Linked DNA regions of Arachis hypogaea: region 2 is linked to region 1. Evidence: chromatin contacts called from public Hi-C data. All regions are on one chromosome and are shown on one strand. Each heading gives the region's core, a stretch centred on a gene start, on an enhancer-like site or on the middle of the called end of the contact. The rest is flanking DNA. Distances are from core to core; before and after follow the strand shown. Region 1 holds the start of LOC112766720. Region 2 holds the start of LOC112763855 (24-methylenesterol C-methyltransferase 2).

Region 1 (7,181 bases), core at 3,424-5,923:
CTGCTGCTGAACTACAGGAAGCTTGGCACCAAGTAGCCACTCCACCAACTCCCAGGCCTCGGTCCCATATCATGTGTGAAAATCCCAAAAAACACCTACCCACTGGCTCTCCATGCGTGCATAACCCAAGGTGGTACGCAACGTCCTGCAAGTCATGGTGACTCACTCCATGACAGGTGAACAGTGTGGGTCTTAGGACATCATCCTTCACAAATGCTATGATCAGGAAGTTGTCAAATACAAAATGTCTGAGTGGCACCGTATCGCCAAAACCAGCTTCCCTCAAGTAGGGGACAATAGCGTCCGATTGTGCAAGTATTTGACTCACTCGTCTCGGAAGGAGTAGGCGAGGCCTATCATAAAAATAAATTTTGATAAGAAATATATAAAGCTCTAGCTCTATCAAAATTAACAAAATTAATAAACATATAAAGGTTAACATAATAATTTAACTAATAAATAAATTAATTTAACAAATAACTAGAAATATTTATTTAATAAATTAATTTAAATAAAAATATTTACTTAAATAATTAATAACTAAATTAGTAAACATCTACTTAATTAATTAACTTAAATAATATTTAAATAATTATTAACTAAATTAATAAATATCAAATAAATATATTAATTTAAATAAAGACATTTACTTAAGTAATTAATAATTAAATTAATAAATATCTACTTAATAAATTAATTTAAATAAAATCATTTACTTAAATAGTTAGTCACTAAATTAATAAACATTGAATTAATATGTTAACTTAAATAACAATATTTACTTAAATAATTAATAACTAAATTAATAAAAATTTATTTAATAAATTAACTTAAATAAAAATATTTATTTAAATAAATAATCACTAAATTAATAAACATCGTGTTAATATATTAATTTAAATAAAGATACTTACTTAAATAATTAATAACTAAATTCATAAACATATACTTAATAACTTAATTTAAATAAAAACAAAATTAAATTAAAATTTACCTAAAAATTAATTTTACTAAAACCTAAAATCATATCCTATCAGTTAACTCTTATTAACAATGCATTCGCCCACCTAACATATATTGTGTATTAGTTTTTATAAAAGTATCCTAAACATAGCTACACATACATGCTCTAACATAAACATAAAAAAAAAAAAGACTAACCTTGAAGTCAACTGCCTTAGTGATGTGCCATGTTGCGTTCAGTTGGTTAATGTTCGGATAACGTGCATCTGTGCGCATCATAATAGTCGAGTAATTCGATAATATGATTAGAAAATGGTAGAAGTTGGAGAAAAGTTGAAGAAATAGGACAAATGTCTATCTAAAGGGCGCTATAAACAAATTATATATATAGGCCGCATCCTCTCTTATCTCGTTTACAGTATAAATGAAATAAGATTACATGTATCTTGTTTACACTGTCAACGAGATAAGGTTGTTACACATCATATGTACAAATGTGATTATATGTCGTTTTCACTCTTATCTCGTTTACAGTGTAAATGAGATACATCTAATCTTATTTTGTTATTGTAAACAAGATAAGACATATGATGGATTTTCATAAAAATGCTAGAAATTGTATATTTTGGTAAATAAAATATTTATTTTATTTATTTAAAAAAAATTTCCACAAATTAGAGGGTTCGAGTACAAAAATTAGAGGGTCTGATTTTTGGATATCTTTCGAAAATCGAAAGATTCAATTTCTACTCTCTAAATTAAATCGTTCCATATTTTAGAAAGATACAACAACAATTCACAAATTAAAAAAATTTCATGGTTAGTACCTATTGAACCGCTAGTATATATAATATATAATTATAGTAATTTATTGGTCTTAGTTGATTCAAATTTTTCAGTTGGTCTCCTTTTCATATATATATATATATGAGCTTTATTTAAGGGGTCTATTGCTAGTCATTGGGTTGTGATTATATATTTATATATACTCTTTGTCTCAAGTCTTAACCAGATTTTCAAATTTTTGGTCTCAAGGTTATACTTGGAACATTGGGCCTTTTCCCAAGCTTGGTAGTGGGCCATATTTGGGTGTATGAATTGTCTTTTTCAACTTCTAAACCCACCATTTTTATAAAAAAAAAAAGTCACCATTAATGCAGCTTGATATCACTTAAACAAAGTATCAATTTTCAGACCCAAAAACTATCAATTATTTATCAAGAAAAAAAGTTATCACTTACAAAGTCTTGTACTCAAAAATGGCCCTCTAATTATAAGACATTCCAACCCACGTATATTTTTCTTAAGAGGATTATTGAAAGGAGAGAAAAAGTAGTGCTAGGATATAGTAATGTCATATAGTAATTAATCGAATAAGGTACTTGATCAGTTGATTAATTCACTCTAATTTACAATTCAAAGTTTTCGTTACTGTGAGCAATGCTCGATATGTCACTTGCAAAAGTAATACTGTAATACGATACCGGTCACCAAATTATTAAAGGTCATATCGTACTTATGCTTCCCATCATTGGGATGAAAAGATAGCAGCGGGCTCTAAAAAAACTGGATAAGATATGGAAGCTTTGATGAAGGAATAACAAAATGATTATTTGTTTTTCAAACAAATATTATCATTGGTCTCATATTTGGTAACATCATCTTTGCTTTTAAATGCTTACTAGTTAGTCACACGTTAAAATTTTCGATTGCTACTTGCATAAAAATATTTTTATATAAAAATAATAGTTAAGATATTCATGTATATTATATTAAAAATATTATATGTATACACACTATATATATATATATATATATATGGAGAGTTCTCTGGTGACCAAAGAAGTAGTGGTCAAAGGTGACAAAAAATTAACCCACAAATAAGAGGTTGACATGTAGAATGGTTGATTATAATAAGAATCATTTTAAAAATATGTTTTTGTGAGTTACATTAAAACAAGAGCCATAGTTTTCACAAATTTTCAAAAAAAAATTTGTAGGCCTTCGACAATGTAGACAAAAAATGAGAAAAGCTAAATTATAAGAAAAAATAAAAAAAATATAAATACACCGAAAAAAAGATATAAACAAAAAACTGTGCAATTAATAAAAATGAGAAACCAAGTAAAAAAATAAAAAATAAGAAACTACGACATTAATTTAAAGTTTATAAAAAAATCTTATTATTTTTTGTTATTTTTAAATTTACTTAATTGAATTCCAAACCAACAAATTGAGTAAATTTTTTGTCGGTTTATTTATATTTTTCTTGTTTTTTTCTTATAATTTAGTTTTTCCCATTTTTTTGTCTAGATTGTCGAAGGCCCACAAAATTTTTTTTGAAAATTTGTGAAAATTATAACTCCTTGTTTTAATGTAATTCACAAAAACATACTTTTAAAATGATTCTTATTATAATCAACCATTCCACATGTTAACCTTTTATTTGTGGGTCAATCTTTGGCCACCCTTGACCACTACTGCCTTAGTCACCAGAGAACTATATATATATATATATATATATATATATATAGAATAAAATCACAAAATAAAAAAGATAGTAATAAAAAAATGAATTTGAATATTCAATAGGAGTAATATATTTAAATTTATAAATTTTATTAATCTATTAAATTTCGAATATATATATATATATATATATATAAATATATTATTAATATATTTTCAATAAATATATGTACTATTTTAACTTATTTAATAGTTAATTTTTTGTTTATACCTAATATAATTAATACTATATTAAATAATTTAATTAAATATATTAAATCATCTATAATTTTCAATTATCATTTACATGTAAAGATATTTTTTATATGAATAATCACTTAAATTATGATTATTATGCTTTTCATCATGGCTAACTCCTCTCTCGCCGAAGTTAGATTTTTTAAATAAAGAAACTAAATAATAATTAGATACTCAATGCTATCTAATGATTCTATTCTATGTTATTTTCCCTACGCTATCTAATCTAATGCTTTTGATACAACAGGTTGAAAAAGGCAAAAGAAATAAACATGCAACAAGTATACATGATGTATTCCTAATCCAACGTCTCCTAATACATTTATACATGCAAGTATCGTGGGGTCCAATTTGACCATTTTGGACGCCTGTTGGAAAATGGATGCACTGCATCAAACTTGCACGCTTCGAGGCGTAAGTTAATCCTACAAATTTCATACTATCTTTCAAGCTACGCATCCCCCATTTTTGTCGCCTATGTAGTTTCTCCCCCGTGAGTTACAGCCCAATTAGTAGTAGAAGCTTAAAATGAACAATAATAGTGCGATTATATTGTTCAAAAATCAATTTCATCACTAATGAGAAAGTGTATCTTTAACACTTATTATTATTATTGAACCCTTTGGAACCTAGTTATATCTATATATTAGTTGACAGTTCACCACGATTTGATGCACCACATGAGAAAAAGGATTAGGAAGGAACACCTATCTCTGTCGTCCTTTCCGGTTTTTTAGTATATTTAATTCAATCATATTACGTATACATTAAAATCAGTCACTAATATAATATATATGTTAAAATATAAAATATATATTAAAAATAAATTAAACAATACATATATTTATATACAAATATATAGTGATTAATTTTAGTAACTATTTTAGTATACAAATAATATTTTTTTTTTATTTAATTTGTCTCCGTTTGACATGCAAATCGCGATATTTCACGTAAAGCAATCGCAAGTATACACTACGCTTGCTCCTATTATTAATAATTGAAGTGATTAACTACTCTATGTGACCCTACTCACAATCACAAATATACACGCACAAATGTGATATATAAAGAGCTGGTGGCTTTCCCAGTAAGACAGACAGATAGGAAGCTTTGTTAAATCAAAGGAATTGAAGCTGAGAGATCAATAAAGAAAGGGCTCTACTATAGTGTTAGTGCGTGGGAGAGAAAAATAATATAATTATGGATAAATTGTATTTGTATGGGTTGAGCCACCTCTTTATGACGGTTTTTCTTCATAACTTCTCCACTCATATGGTAATACCAGCCATCACGGATGTAACCATGGCGGCACTCTGTCCCGGAGAGGATGAATGCTCCCTTGCCATCTACCTCACTGGTTTTCAACAAGCGGTTAGTTACCAACCATCATAATTCCCTCTCTTCCTTTCTTCACCCTCATCACCAGTATTCATCAATAATGCATATGCACTTGGTAGTTATTATCTCTGCTGTAGGCGTATACATATTCAGAACGAGAAATGTCAAGTGACTAACATTTTTTCTTTGTTTTTGTCTTACATTTAAATAAACATTAGCCAATTTTCTTCTTCTTAACTATGCCACTGGCAAATATTATTGTCGTAAGCAAAGCTGCTAATTCAGATATTTAAAGCCTTCAATTCAATCTTAAATCTCTTCCCTTTTTGGGAGGAGAATTGAATCTGATTACTTATCTAATAACAGTTTTTAATTAAAACTGGCAATGCAAAACGTTAACGTCAAAAGCGAGGAAACCAATAGGAACTGCTAAGCAACAAATAAACCCCATTTATCATCACATTTCACAACAAATTAGGAAAGTGTTGTATATAGAAATTCAAAATTACTTAGTTTTCTTTAATTTCTTTTCGAGAAAAGCTGAAAGACTAGCAGTCTAATAGAATTGTTTTTGTCCTCTATCAATCCAATTCTTTTAGTCTAATAATTTAATAATATATTTTTATCCCACACTTTAAATATTGTTAACTAAGGATTAACCAAAATGATAAATTCTATTAGTTCTTTAGTATTTTTTCTTTTTTTCCTTTTTTTTTTATATTACTTGAGTGAATACTTGTCATACCGGTCTTAATTATTTTCAAATGCTACAAGAGCATCATCTTTCTGCGTGGAGGTTTTGTTATGTAGAAAAATTTATAGGTGTAATGATAGACTGGTAGGTGAAATTTAATTTGCATGCAGTACACAACACTTGCAGAACCCTTTACGTATGTAATATTTACTATGAATGTAGCTTAAATTAAAAATAAAATCAGATTTTTGTGTTGTTCTTGTTTCAATTTTGAGAAACTCTGTATAACAATGTTAAGAAAAAAAAAAAAGAACAGAGTCAATAAATCAATATAGTTCAGTTGAACGTTATATTAATAATAAAAGATACTATGTAAATTTGTTAATCGACAAACAAAAATGTTTGATAATTAAAAAAGATTAGTAAAAAAAGTTAAAATTTATTTTATTTAGTATTTATTAACTTTAACAATAATTAATAATACTAAATAAAATAAATTCGAACATTTTTTAATTTCTAAAGGATACATTTATTTTATGCAGGATGAACTAAACATGTAAAGTATTATTTATTAAAAGATTATAATTTGCTAGTGAAAATTACATAAGCACTTGATAACAAATAGTTCAACAAATATTATTGTTTAATAACATTCATTATAGAGAATATGTCAGATTGTTTGTACAACTTTTTAAATTAAATGTGAACTGAGTCGATGAATTGATGGGTAGCCTACTTCAAATGTATTGGGCAGTGGGCAGCAATAATTGTTCTAATAGACTTTTGCACCTCAATAAGACGATCACATTTGTTTAGAAAGAGTTAACGTGATAGTGTGCCTTCATCTGTTTGTCCTTACTCAACTAAAGAAACTTCCTTCTCGTCATCGCGTGTCTTGGAGTGTTCATTAGGAGCTCAATCTTAAACTAACATGTCCTAGTTACCCCGCCAAAGAAACTTCCTTCCCATCCATGTTTAGGAGTATTCATTTGCCCCCCGTTCTTTTCTCAGTTTAATTTTTTTTATTAAGTAATTTTTTTCAATCAATATTAATTAATTTTTTAAACTTTTTTATTTATTTTAAATTTAGACTATAAATCATAAATTTTTAATTTTAAAAGTAATTAATATTAACTAACTGAAAATTAATTTTCTATACTTTCTCTTATTTATTTGGTCAATAGCTCTTTCTTTTTTCTTTTGTTTTTGTTGGCCTATTTTTCAGTGAGATGCGCTGTGACTTATATTCCTAATGCCTCCAGTTTCTTTGGCCTTTTCAATTATTCGATTTTCTTGTCTTACACGTTATACGTGAATTGTGAGCCTTGTTTTTTTCAAGGGGAAGCTTCTCTATTTTTGGTACATTTATAATATTACAATATAAGAAATTGTTTTTAGAATACTGGTATTTCATTAG
Region 2 (6,726 bases), core at 576-3,075, 210 kb before region 1:
GTTCTATGTTAATACACATTGTTAATTATTTTCATAGGATACACAATATTAATTAATTTAAGGATATGTAATGAGTTGAATTATTATTCTTTACATAATCTGATTTGTTGATTTGATGTGCCAAGTACAAATTATAGGGAGAAATTCTACAAGGAGTGTCTTGAACCCTTACAAGGTGGGTTAATATTGGTTGAGAAAGATTTCAAAGCCATTGAAGAAGTATTAGAGGAAGCATTTGCCAAAGTTGACGCCAAGTTATTGAAACGGTAAAGCCAATAAACTAGTCTACAAAGTAGGGAATCCATAAAATGTGTCTAATTGAATTGGTTTCTATATTGGTATTATTCAATTGAAGGTTTAGATAATATTTCATTTTTTAAAGGCTTGAAATGAACAGAGAAGAGGATGAATCAAGCGCAACGGCAACTACAGTCTTCATGGGGACGCTACGCTGCCCGTTTTGCACATTGGCGACTCATCTCTAGTATGTATTATCAATCTTACAATAAGTTTTTGATGTAGAGTATTATGTTTTATTTTTGAAATAGAACTTCTTAATTTGGTGACAATTAATTGCTATCTTTTTTTTATTTTTAAGTTTAAATTTTGACCTTCAAACCTTTAGTGATGATGAAGATGTGAAAAGTGATCAAGAATAAAAATTGAAAATTCTCTTATATTTAATGATGCGATTTTTTTTTTATTATAGTGTGAAATTTGTAATGATCAATTATTAACTTTTTTTAATTTCAAGTTATTTGACATTATATAAATCTTATGTTTGTATTTTAATTTAAATATAAATTTTAAATTTTTATCTTAATTTATATAAGAATATATAAAAATTAAAATATTATTTATTTTTTATAAGAGCGGATAAGGGTGGGGCGAGTTAGAGTAATACTCCGGATAGGAGTGAAGCGGGTAGTATAAGAGTGCAAAGAGGACGGAACAAAGTTGGATAGGACAAATACTCGTCCGGTCGTCCCTACCCACTCCACTGACATCCCTAAGAATGGATGGATGGAGCTGTGGAATCCGGACAAGGTTAATGGACTTAGCCCATAAATAAAAAAAAAATAAAGAATAAATAAATAATAATTTAGATTCTAGAAATAATAATAATAATAATAATAATAATGATGTCAATGAATTATATCTTAAATAATATAGTCTTTCCATATTTATTTAGAGCGGGCGAGTTTGAGTCTTATTCTTAACTTTAAAAAAAAAAATAATAATAATAATAATAATAATAATAATAATAAGAAGAAGAAGAAGAAAGCCTTGTGCTGCGTTTGTTGCATTTTTTTAATTTTTAATTTTTAATTTTGTGAACTTAAATTATTAATCAATAATCAATAATGGATAAATTAAAAATAATAAAAATCAACTAATGACCAGTTTGTATGAATTTTAAATACTTGATTTTCAATTTTTTTTATTAACTGATTATAAGTTAACTTTTGTTATTCACCTATCAAATATAATTAATGTAATTAATTTGAGTTTAAATCTAATTACCTCTACATGTGGTCGAGGCGGCCATCTTAGGACTTCCAGATTCTATGTTAAAATGCTAACTTTAGTTTAATAGATTTATTTAATTTTTGAATTTTTTTGTGACAATTGAATTTTTGAATTATACATTCTTGTCTTGCCCATAATATCTTATAATTCATATATTATTAATTAAGTATTCATAGTGACACTAAGTTATTCATTTAAATAAGATAATTAACGAAAAATAGAAAATTAGTGGATGTTATAATCAAGAAAGAAAAATTGTCCTTTCTATAAGACACTATTAATCTGAAGATGTATGCCATGTGTTTATGATGAGAGAAGATCATGTCATCTTCTTTGGTCCTAATTTCCTCCTCTCTCATCACAAGAAGTCAAGAATGACTCACAAACCACCACCGTGACCCTGGCGCCATCTCGTTAATAACTCCATCGGCGCTGTAAGTTTCCCTCTTTCTTAGCCTGCACGTTTGTCGTTAGTGCTCCCAAAGTGGTACATCCTCCACTGCAAGTTCGTAAATTTAAATTCTAGTTAAGAATTTGTTGAGAGACAAATAATTACTGCTTTGAAATGGTGGAATTGGACCATCGAACATTTATTTAAACAAAAGATTGAATTAATCACTCAGCTAATTTAAATTGGTTCGAAATTGCTTGTTCCTTATTTTTTTGGCGGCTCAAAACACCCCCTTTAAGCTGCTAAACTCAAGCTCTAGTGCCGTCCAAATTATTCAGGGTCCAATGTCCGTTATGGCCGGAGGAGGCAATCTCCAACACGATAACTCGGTGATACTTCGGCGGCGACAGGTTTAACATGCGGCAGCAGGTACATTAGACAAGTTTTATGGTGTATTCGAGGGAACTTAGCTATATGTCATACCAAGCCACATGTCTATTTATTACCATTAGATTTGTCTTCTTCATGTGAAGATTTATTTCTTAGATCTTCACCATCGCCTAAACAATGGGGGGTTGGGTTGTTCATCTGATTAAACAAAACAAACCAGAATTCACGCGCCAAGCACGTGGACGGACACAAAAACAAAAGACACAGAAGATTTTTTTTCCCTTGAAATTAATAAGTAATAAATAAATATAATAAGGTCGCAGAAAATATCTGATATGCTAAAACAATTTGGTTTAATAAAAAAATTACCCATTCGAAAAATTTCTCTTCTATATATGATAACATAATTTGTCATTAGTGTTTTTTTTTCCGTGAGATTATTATTTTGAGGATGTATCTATTTGGTTGAAATGAATAATAAAATTAAAAAAAAAAATAATAATAAATATGTGGGAGAGAAAGACAAAGGGTCTCGCTTCACTTAACTAGAGAGGAGTACTAGCTAGTTAACACATCCAGCGCCTCCAAAGTAAAGTAGGCTGAGAAATTCTCTGCCCCTTTTCTTTCTCTTCCCTCTCCCAATGGATTCGCTCTCTCTCTTCTGTACCGGAGCACTTCTCGCCGGCGGCCTCTACTGGTTCGTCTGCATTTTGGGCCCCGCCGAGCAGAAGGGCAAGCGCGCCACCGATCTGTCCGGCGGCTCCATATCCGCCGAGAAAGTCCAAGACAACTACAAGCAATACTGGTCCTTCTTCCGCCGCCCAAAGGAAATCGAAACCGCCGAGAAGGTTCCAGACTTCGTCGACACATTCTACAACCTCGTAACTGACATCTACGAGTGGGGTTGGGGTCAGTCCTTCCATTTCTCCCCTTCAATACCCGGCAAGTCCCACCGTGACGCCACGCGCCTCCACGAGGAGATGGCCGTCGATCTCATCCAGGCGAAGCCTGGTCACAGAATACTGGACGTCGGGTGCGGAGTAGGTGGGCCCATGCGTGCCATCGCAGCCCACTCGAGAGCCAACGTGGTGGGCATCACCATCAACGAGTACCAGGTGAACCGGGCCAGGATCCATAACAAGAAGGCCGGGCTGGACTCTCTCTGCGAAGTTGTGTGCGGCAATTTCTTGGAGATGCCGTTCCCTGATAACAGCTTTGACGGCGCGTACTCCATAGAAGCCACTTGTCACGCACCCAAGCTCGAAGATGTGTACGCTCAAATTTTTAGGGTTTTGAAACCTGGCGCACTCTACGTTTCTTATGAGTGGGTTACGACGGACAAGTATAGAGGTGAAAACCCTGAACACGTGGAGATCATTCAGGGAATCGAGAGAGGTGACGCTTTGCCTGGGCTTAGGAGCTACGCTGATATTGCTGAGACGGCTAGGAAGGTAGGGTTTGAGGTGGTTAAGGAGCAGGATCTGGCTAAACCGCCGGCTCAGCCGTGGTGGAGCCGGCTCAAGATGGGTCGGATCGCTTACTGGAGGAACCACATTGTGGTCACTGTTCTGGCGGCGCTGGGGATTGCCCCCAAGGGTACCGTGGATGTTCACGAGATGCTATTCAAGACCGCTGACTATTTGACCAGAGGTGGTGACACTGGGATTTTCTCACCGATGCACATGGTCCTCTGCAGAAAACCAAAATCCCCTCCTACTACTACAACATCATCTTAGTCATCATCATTTTCAGGTACTCTGTTAAAGAAAAAAAAAAAAGAAAAAAAGGAAAAACCTGGTAACCTGTTTCAATGTGCCTCCGCTAGCTGCCACCACCATCCCCAAATTTATTCTTCGTTTCTTTTTTTTTTTTATAATTTTAATTTCAATTTGGATTTAGCTTATTTTTATTTATGTGAACTCGGTGTAGTTTGGTTTTTGAGATCTTTGATTTTAGCTTTTTGTTCAAGCAGTCGCCTTATAATTAATTCATGTTAATGTCTCCTTTAATTTAGTAGAATTCCTTCTGATTGTTTGGTGGTTGGTCTTTGATGGAGGTTGAGAACTGTCTGATTTAACTGGCGTATTTTAAGGGGAGAGAGGGGGGTCACTTCAATTATTCGATTGAATGATTCCGAAAACTCGCATACTTCAGAATTAGGGTGCCAGTTGTTAAAGATTTTGATTTTGATTTTGATTTTGATTAGATGGGATTATTAGATGGTTAAAAAAGTTGGGTAGATGTGTGAAAGTCTGAAAATGAAATAAGAGTTGTACCCGCACATGTTAGATGACTACACTAGCGTGCGCTTAGGTGGCAACCACTAGTGATAACTTTAGACTCGTAGTATAGTACCCGTAACGTGGTCTTGCTTGTGCTTTTCTGAGGTCTGAATCTGAATCTGGCCCTGCTTTGTTGTGTTTTTTTTTTTTTTTTTTTGTGTGTGCCTTTACTCTTGTCACGTTGTGCGTCGATTTTTATGTTGTTTTTTTTTTCTTTCTTCCTTGTTGAAAGCTGACGTGCCACACATGTAACGACATCTGGCCAGCACTTGCTTTGGATCTGCCAATCCTTGCTCTCATCGTGTTCCCGTGACGACGCCACCTAGGCGTGTGTTAAGTAAAAGCGTATCACATTTAACACCCTTTCTTCTTTGGTTCTTTTCCGAGTAAATACCAATTCGGTCCCTGTCAATTTCTCAAAATGACAAGACGATTCTTAACAAAAAATATGTTCTATTACGGTCCCTAACTCTGTATCCGGTCCTTTTGTCAGTTTTTCGGCGAAAACTCGACGGAAATTACTGACGTATAAGGTTAAAAAATGGACAGAGACGTAGTTGTCTCTAAATTTAAATTGGTTAGAGGTTTATTTGTCTTTATTATTCTTTAAACAATATTTTTAATTATATTTTTATTCATTATATTAATATTTTTTTAAATAAAAAAGTACAAACTAATTAATAAATTATTCAAATTTAAAAATATCATTTATTATGAAACCAATAAATAATTTTTAAATATAATTTTTAAATATATAAATAATAAACATTAAAATTCAGTTAATACATTAATAATAATAACTAGTGAAAGATCCAAAAAATTTTGATAGTGGAGGCGAAATATATATAACATGATAATAATTTTTATAATAAAAATATTACGTTTACATAAAAAATTAGCTATCAAATTATCTACTATAAATTTGAGTATATATGAACTTATTTTTAATGTGTATTTTGTATTTCGAAATTTGTATTTTAAGATTTATTCTGCACAAGTGATTATTTTATATTTACATAGCATAATTGATGTTATAATTATATTTTATTATTATAAAATATGATTAGGTTTCAAGATATCTAATTACAAATTAAAATACGAAAATAGTAATTTTAAATAATAACACATAATTTAAAATTTAATTTTTTATATTTCATATTTTGAAACATTGACAATATAATTAAAATGTCCATTTTTTAGTAAAAAAATGTCTTTTTTTTTGTATATGTCGTTAAACAATGATTTAAAACTCAACTTTCATACAATTAGCTTTTGATGATATTCATAGTTGAAAAAATTCATTCAATTAGTATAGTTATTATGAAAAAAAAAACTAAAGCTAATTTCAAAAGAAGAAACACAAATAGATAGATAATATTCTTTTGAGTCGATTTCTAAAAAAGAACACCAATCTTATTTAAATTTAAAATTTGATTATTATAATGAAAATCTAATATGAAGTTCTCAAATTGATTATCAAGTGTCGAAAGTTGAATAAAAAATTATTATGGGGTCAAATTTAATAATTTAATGGAGGCAAATAAATATTATTATTATATACTACTCAATAAAATTTCAAACTGTAGTGGGGCGCTTGCCCCCACACCTATAGGAATGGATCCATTGGTGATAATAACCCTATGATATACTATTAATATTATAAATAATGAACACATTATTTGATATATAGTAAACTTTTTTTTACTAGTAACAAATTTAATTTTTTATCTCTTCACTTTATTGTAAAAATTAGCTAAATCATAATACTAATAGTATATCATAGGGTTATTATTATTAATGTATTAACTGAATTTTAATGTTTATTATTTATATATTTAAAAATTATTTATTTGGTTTTATAATAAATGATATTTTTAAATTTGAATAATTTATTAATTAGTTTATACTTATTTATTAAAAAAATAATATTAATATAATGAATAAAAAAATAATTAAAAAATATTATTTAAAGAATAATACGGACAAATAAACCTCTAACTAATTTAAATTTAGAGACAATTAGGTCCCTGTCCATTTTTTAACCTGACATGTCAGCAATTTCGGTCAAATTTTCACCAAAAAACTGACAAAAGGACCGGGTTGGCAGACGAAATATAGGATCAGAGACCATAA

Evidence for each region. Hi-C and Micro-C count contacts between places; a contact is called where the count stands out from the background.
Region 2: a Hi-C map of leaf shows a contact between it and region 1, with 6 times the contacts expected there. The contact joins the promoter of LOC112763855 here to the promoter of LOC112766720 in region 1. A contact is called at or near these places in 3 of 8 Hi-C or Micro-C datasets (leaf and an unstated tissue).

What each region holds. Positions count from the first base shown.
Region 1 is chr17:106,149,179-106,156,359 of arahy.Tifrunner.gnm2.J5K5, reverse strand. LOC112766720 reads left to right here and starts at 4,673. Exons shown (of 14, transcript XM_025812613.3): 1 at 4,673-5,103. The coding sequence starts at 4,933.
Region 2 is chr17:106,356,715-106,363,440 of arahy.Tifrunner.gnm2.J5K5, reverse strand. It overlaps LOC112763855 (24-methylenesterol C-methyltransferase 2), which reads left to right and starts at 1,825. Exons shown (of 3, transcript XM_025809411.3): 1 at 1,825-1,964; 2 at 2,260-4,063; 3 at 4,826-5,234. The coding sequence starts at 2,953. The coding sequence ends at 4,047.